Regions from separate parts of the Anser cygnoides genome. Here region 1 is linked to region 2. The links are chromatin contacts, called in public Hi-C maps. All regions are on one chromosome and are shown on one strand. The core of a region is the stretch at or near the end of the contact, and the rest is flanking DNA. Distances in the headings are between cores, read along the strand shown.

The links. A called contact is a pair of places that touch in the nucleus more often than the background predicts.
Region 1: a contact with region 2 is called in a Hi-C map of liver, with 1.9 times the contacts expected there. The contact joins the promoter of HSD17B4 here to the promoter of DMXL1 in region 2. A contact is called at or near these places in 3 of 7 Hi-C or Micro-C datasets (granulosa cells and liver).

The regions. Positions count from the first base shown.
Region 1 is chrZ:19,730,875-19,734,183 of Taihu_goose_T2T_genome, forward strand. It overlaps HSD17B4 (hydroxysteroid 17-beta dehydrogenase 4), which reads left to right and starts at 1,809. Exons shown (of 24, transcript XM_048055076.2): 1 at 1,809-1,960. The coding sequence starts at 1,903.
Region 2 is chrZ:19,558,216-19,561,542 of Taihu_goose_T2T_genome, forward strand. DMXL1 (Dmx like 1) reads left to right here and starts at 1,300. Exons shown (of 46, transcript XM_048055072.2): 1 at 1,300-1,544. The coding sequence starts at 1,458. It overlaps LOC106048361 (a long non-coding RNA gene), which reads right to left and starts at 1,261. Exons shown (of 3, transcript XR_001214141.3): 1 at 379-1,261; 2 at 1-297.

The sequences.
Region 1 (3,309 bases), core at 559-3,058, 170 kb after region 2:
CATTATGGTCACCACGATTTCTGAGGAAAACAAGCCATTTCTAAGATGTGGAAATAAAGGAAGTTAGAAATTGTTCTCTAAAATTGACATGTCTTCACAGTATTGATTCTTGGAAAATCTAGATTCTCAGACTTAACATTTCCCTTTCCTGAACTGAAGCCTTCGTGGTGGGTTGAACTTGACTGGTTGCCAGACACCCACCCAGCTGCTCTCTCACTCCTTCTCCTCAACAGGACACAGGACAAAGTAAGACCAAAAAGCTTGTGTGTTGACATAGAAACAGGGAGATCACTTACCAGTTACAGTCATTGGCAAAATTCACCCTCTTTCTTCTGAGATTCAACCTCTCTCTTTCACTCCTGACTCTTCTACCTCTACCCCTGTGCTGGAGCAGGAGTTGGGGAACAGGGAGTTCAGTCAGTACATAGCAGTTCCTCTGTGCTGCTCCTTTCTTCTCACACTTTGTCCCTGCTCCAGCATGAGGTCCCTCCCATGTGATACAGTCCATCAGGAATAGACCACTCCAGCGTGAGTCCCTCGTGGCCCACAGTTCCTGCTCCTGTGTGGGCTTCTCTCCAAGGACTGCAGCTTCCTTCATGCCACATCCACAGGCTGCAGTGTGGTTATCTGCTCCAATGGGGTCCTCCACAGCCTGTAGGAGGACAACCTGCATCATCGTGTTCGTCTCCAAAGGTTGCGGGGACTGCTGTGTAGCGCCACCTCCTTCTTCACTGACTGTGGTTTCTGTTGCATGTTTTTCTCTCATCTCTCCTGCAGCAGTTACACAGTGTTTTTACGCATTCTGAAATACACTTTCCCAGAGAGGCCCATGCACTGGGCTGATGTTAACCCCAGGCCCCAGTACAGCTAACTAGTGATAGGACTAGAGGGAATGGCCTCAAGTCGCACCAGGGGAGGTTCAGGTTGGAAATGAGGAGACATTTCTTCTCAGAAAGAGCAGTCAGGCATTGGAACGGGTTGCCCGGGGAGGTGGTGGAGTCACCGTCACTGGGCGCGTTTAAGGAAAGGTTGGATGTGGTGCTTAGGGACATGGTTTAGTGGGTGACATTGGTAGCAGGGTGATGGTTGGACCAACTGATCTTGGAGGTCTTTTCCAACCTTTATAATCCTATGTTTGGGGCCACCCTGCTGGAAAGCAGCTTGACAGAACAGGCTCTAGGGGTCCTGGTGGACGTTAATCATGAGCAAGCAGTGTGTGCCCTTGGCACTAACAAAGCTAATGGTATCCTGGGCTTCATTAGGCTAAGCATTACCACCAGGTGGAAGGAGGTGATCCTTCCCCTCTATGCAGCACTGGTGTGGCCACCACTGGAGTGATGGGTCCAGTTCTGGGCACCTTAGTATAAGAAACGTGGACATATGGGAGAGAGTCCAATGAAGGGCTATAAAGATGATGGAGGGACTGGAGTGCATCACCTGTGAGGGAAGATTGGGAGAGGGAGGACTGCTCAGCTTGGAGAAGAGAAGGCCAAGGGAGATCTTACCAATGTCCATAAATACCTGAAGGGAGAGTGCAAAGAGGACCGAGCCAGGCTCTTTCCAGTGCTGCCCAGTGCCAGAACAAGAGGTGCACACACACACACACACACACAGACAGATAGACAGACTAAATGTGGGAGAACAAAAACGTAGTATATTTCATTTTATTTTTTATCTGAAGAACTCCTGCAGCCAGGGAAGCATGCAATGCACTGGTGCAGACACCAACCGTGTCGGGGGCGGGGTCCCGATCAGGATCGCCCCGTGCCATTGGTCTCCCCACCCCGCCGCCGTTGCCTACATTTCCCAGAAGGCGGCGGAGGCCCTGTTCCACCGCCCCTTTCGACACTGCCCCGAGCCCTGCCCGCTGGGGCCGTCGCGGCGGCGGGTGAGCGAAGCGCCATGGCGGCGGGGCTGCGGTTTGACGGCCGGGTGGTGCTGGTCACCGGCGCCGGAGGAGGTGAGCGGCGGCGGCGGCGGGGGGCTCCCGGGGCCCTGCCGAGGGCCCGGCCGCGGGTGTGCGCGAGCGGCTCCGGGCGTTACCAGCACGTTGAACCGAGGCGAGGAGGGAGCGGGGCGGCGGGCAGGTGCCGGGGCTGCCCGGGGGGGGCTGCGGGCCCGTCCCGTCCCCTCCTGTCCCGCGATGTTGGTGGCCGGGGGGCGCTGCCGGGCCGGGAGGGGCTCGGGGGCGTGCAGCTGCCCTCAGAGCCGCGCCTCGACCCTGGCAGCTTCGTGGGGCTTCCAGAGAAGGCCAGCTGTGAGTTCAAAGTTTGGGGTGGTTCTCAGCTGCTAAAGGAGTTGTTTTTTTTTTTTTTTTTTCTTTTTTACATAATCCTCTGAGGACATTCTGTTTTTCCACAGTGAACTCTCCCTCTCCCTTCTTTATTCCTTTGTGGAGCTGCACACACATACCAAGAGCTTGTTTCTGGGGCCCAAACTGTGATGTAGAACCATTAAGGTTGGAAAAGACCTCCAAGATCATCTGGTCTAGCCGCCCCCTACCACCAGTATCATCCACTAAACCATGTCCCTAAGCACCACATGTCTTGTGGATAAGGACTAGGAATAAGAAATTTTGTGGAAAGCATTGAGTGGTCGATTCATGTCACTTGGATGTCACTCAGTCGATTCTTGTCACTTTCTCCTCAAGAGAAATTGAGGCCAGGTTTTTGTGTGATGCTTTTCTGCTTTTACCAGACCTATGCCGATGTACTTCTTGGTAGACAGCAGATGTTACTGAAGTAGAGGTTAATTTCTTAGGTATTAGCAAAACAAATAAACAAAACCCTTTGTCAGTAACAAAACTTCCAGAAAGTAGCATGTGGAGCAAAAATCGCTTGTCATAAGCATGGCCATAGTGACCCTTATATCCTTGTGTTTCTAGTTTTAGGCTGCTTGAAAACAGTTTGTTAACAGAGAAAACTGCCCTTGGATGTCTTATTTCACAGCAATTTTTTGATGAATAGATGATTAAATGTAAGCCAAGATAAAAGGAAGCCCTGTTAACTTCAGTTTAGTTCTTAGTTTGCTTCCATCTAGTCTACAATGTTGTAGTTAGTATATACTGCTAATTGCATTGCTTGTTGACTTTTTTTGTTTTGAATGTCAGTGAACAGATGAGAACTGGGAATTTATTTGTATTGCTGATCTGTTTGTTTCAAAGTGGGACCTGTTTTCACATACACGGGCATCTAAAAATACAATAGCTTTCACTTTGGGCAAATTGCCTACGAAGAATACATTTTTCTTGCTTGTAATGCAGCAGTGTCATTGTTTCTGCAATTCAAACTACATATTTATTTATATATA
Region 2 (3,327 bases), core at 50-2,549:
CCAGTAAAACTTTTGCTTTCACTTTTTTTTTTTTTTTAATTAGTGTTCTGAATTTCCCCTTCTTCCTGATTCTTCATCAGACTGAGGTCTGGGATTGCTTTCTCCTGTCACCCTGGTACCTCACCATGCTGCAGATCATATGCATTTTACTCCTGAGGAGTAATTATGTAGTTCTGCAGGATTTCTGACCTTTTCTCTCCGGCATATTCTGGAACCATTCTCTGGGGAAGGAGTATTGGCTGGCTGCAACCAAGGCTGGACTGGTTCACAGACTGGGCCCAGAAGGGGATGGCTGCGCTGAAAAACACAAAAAAAGGCCCCTGACAGGGCTCAGCCACAATTCACTTCCTTGCTCAGGACCAGTGAGAATTTTGGTACCTTAAAAATCCATTAGGGTTGCTCTATTAGATTCTGCAGTTGAAAGAAGGATAAGATCATCTGTCTGTGATCATCACTCCTGGCAAGGATAAGATCAATTTGGTTGGACTCACTGGTAATTTGATATGCTTTTTGATCCCTTCCAAAACAAAAAAGTGATTAGGGTGACAGTTTATCGCTAGCATAAGAAACATGGACCTTTGACGGAATGTCTATGTACATACAGTGAAAAATGGGAATTTTCTTCATGTCAGAAGACTAAATAGGAGAAATCTTTCCTTTATTTGCATGAAATACTTTATAATTTTTAATACGTTATAGTGAGGTGCTTCTCAATATGATTTTTGAAGGATGCAAGGCCTGCATTTATTTAAATGTGTGAGACCTGTGCCCCAAGGTTGACCTTGCTTACAAAAGTACCAGGAAAGTAACCCAAGAAGCAAAATCACTGTTACAGATGCGTGGTATCGCCTTGCAGAGGTCAAGGGACGATACACCACGCTTTGTCTGCACGTTACCAGGTGGTTTTGATTTTGCACTATTTCCCGGAACAAGAGGCTCTAACGATTCTCGATAGCGCGAGAATGCAAGTCACTGCGGGCGCTGCAATTCACGGCGGAGAGGACCAGCACAAACAGCGCTGGTGTTGCTCTGGGACACAGAGACGGGCGGCTCCAAACCACTGACGGGGGCAGGGGACGGAAGCAGCAAGGCGTGAAGCACCCCCAGCGCCGCGCTGACAGACCCCGTCATCATCACAGCCCTCGCAGCGCGCATGTGCAGCGGCTGATGGCCGCCCGGTGTCGGGCAGGCGGCGGGAGGGATCTCGCGAGATCCCGCCCGCCTCTCGCGAGAGCCAAGCGCTCTGCGGCGGCGGGCGGGCGGCGGCGGCAGTAGGCAGCGGGCGGGGGGCGAGGCGGGTGGTAGGGGGCGCTGCGCCTCCGTCACCGCCCCGCCGGGGAGGCTCCGCCCCGCGCTCTGTGCCACCGCCTCCTCGTCCTCCTGCGCCGCCGCCGCCTACGGGAGGAGGGAGGGCAGAGCGGCGGCGTCCCGGCAGCGCCGGGCGCCTGCGTGTCGCCATGAACCTGCACCAGGTGCTGACGGGGGCCGTGAACCCGGGGAACAACTGCTTCTCGGTGGGAAGCCTGCACGGACAGCCCTTCACGGTGAGTCCGAGGAGGACGGGTGCACCTTCCCCGCTGACGGCAGCGGCGCACCTGCGGGGCATCGGGGCTGGGGGCGGCCGCCATCACCGAGCCGTGCCGGGGCACCGCACGTGCCGTGACCGGGAAGATGGTGGCCACCGTGGTGGTGGCTGTGGTGGCGGTGGCCGCCTGGCTGTTACATAAACGGCGCCCCGCAGGCGCGACCTTCGCGGTGGGGGCGCCTTGCAGCCGGCCGCGGGGGGGCCCGCATTGCCCCGGGGGAGCTGGGGCCGCGTGTCAGCGTTCGCCGCCCCCCCCTTTTCGCTCTTGTTTTGGGTTTTCTGCCTCGGGGGGGGGGGGGTTCGTCCCGCCCCGCCCACCCCCCCCTCCAAAATATCCCGTCTGCTCTTCTCTTCGGGCAGGCGAGGAACGAAATGAGACAAAACTCGGCTTCTCGCCGCGCGTCACTATTTTTAACCTTATTTTCCTCTGGTCGCCCCTGATTGCTGCGAAGCAGTGTCTTGTGGAGCCCCGTAGGGCAACGGTAAACGGAGGTGCAAGACCTGAGCGTGCCTTTCCTGCCTGGCCTCAGCCCGGCTGGGTGCTTACAGCTTGCACGGCTGTCACGGTGCTGTGCCACCATGGGGAGGGAGGCCGGGGCACCCTCATGAGCCCTGGGCCACGCATCCTCATGCTGCTCGCTTTGGGTTGGCTTTGAGGAGTCAGTCCGGCCTTGTCAGTGGTGTGCTTGCTTCCCAAAATCCCCCAGCTGTAAGTATGTTCATGTCGGGAGGCTTCTGCAACTAAAGCAGTTGTGACTTCCCATTCCCGCTGTGCTGGATTTTCTGATTTCATGTATCCAGAGGTGTTCGAGACCCAGAGGTGGTGGGAAATAACGTGGTGAGAGGCAGCAAAGTTTACTGTACAGTGAAGTGCTGCTAAGGTTTCAAAATATGGTGCCCAAATGGGAAGCTCAGGAGAACGTTCCTTTTTGGGGAGAAGGAGGTCAAGTTATCAGTGTCACTGAAGAACTCTCTGCTACTACAGCCTAACTTCCAGGAAGAGTCAGAATTTCCTAATGGATAAATGGAGTGAGAACTGGGGAGAAGGGAACCATTGGAGAGTGCAGCTTTCCTTGTTTTTATTGCTGTGTTGTTCCCAAGATCTGTTTTGACATAAATATAGTAACAGTGTTTCCTATAGACACATTCTACTTGGTTTTTGTCCTTTTGCTCAGAAGGTTATTAGTGGATTCCTTTTCCTCAGATTTAAGACTGTCAACAGAAATATCCTTGGCTTCATGTTCTTGTTTGTTTTTTTTCCCCGTTGTTACTCATTTTATAACGCCATGTTAAATTCACTAGAATGCTTAGAAACAGTAACAAGTGAAAGGTTCTAAAACTAATTCCTTTTTCTGGAAATGGTGGACTGAACCTTTAGAAAATCTAATAGGAAAATGGACAGTTCTTTTCCTGCATCTGAAATCAAGATGTAAGCATTAACAAGTATAAAAACTAATGAATGATATATCAGTACTAAATAATAATATAAACACTTCATCAAACATCTGTCAGTTTTTGGTCAGAGACACTGGAAACACAGGAGTTGATATGTCAGGATTCTGTACTGTACAGCTGGGGAGAGTCGTCATTGTCTGACGATAACTTGTTCTGCAGTACCTCATTTTTTTATATATCGTGTTGTCCAGAATATTGCTTGCACTGTTGTACTGAATATAAGGTAAAAAAGCTTTAAAACATTTATTTTTAAGCAGAAAATAATAGATTATTCTTGACTTTAACCT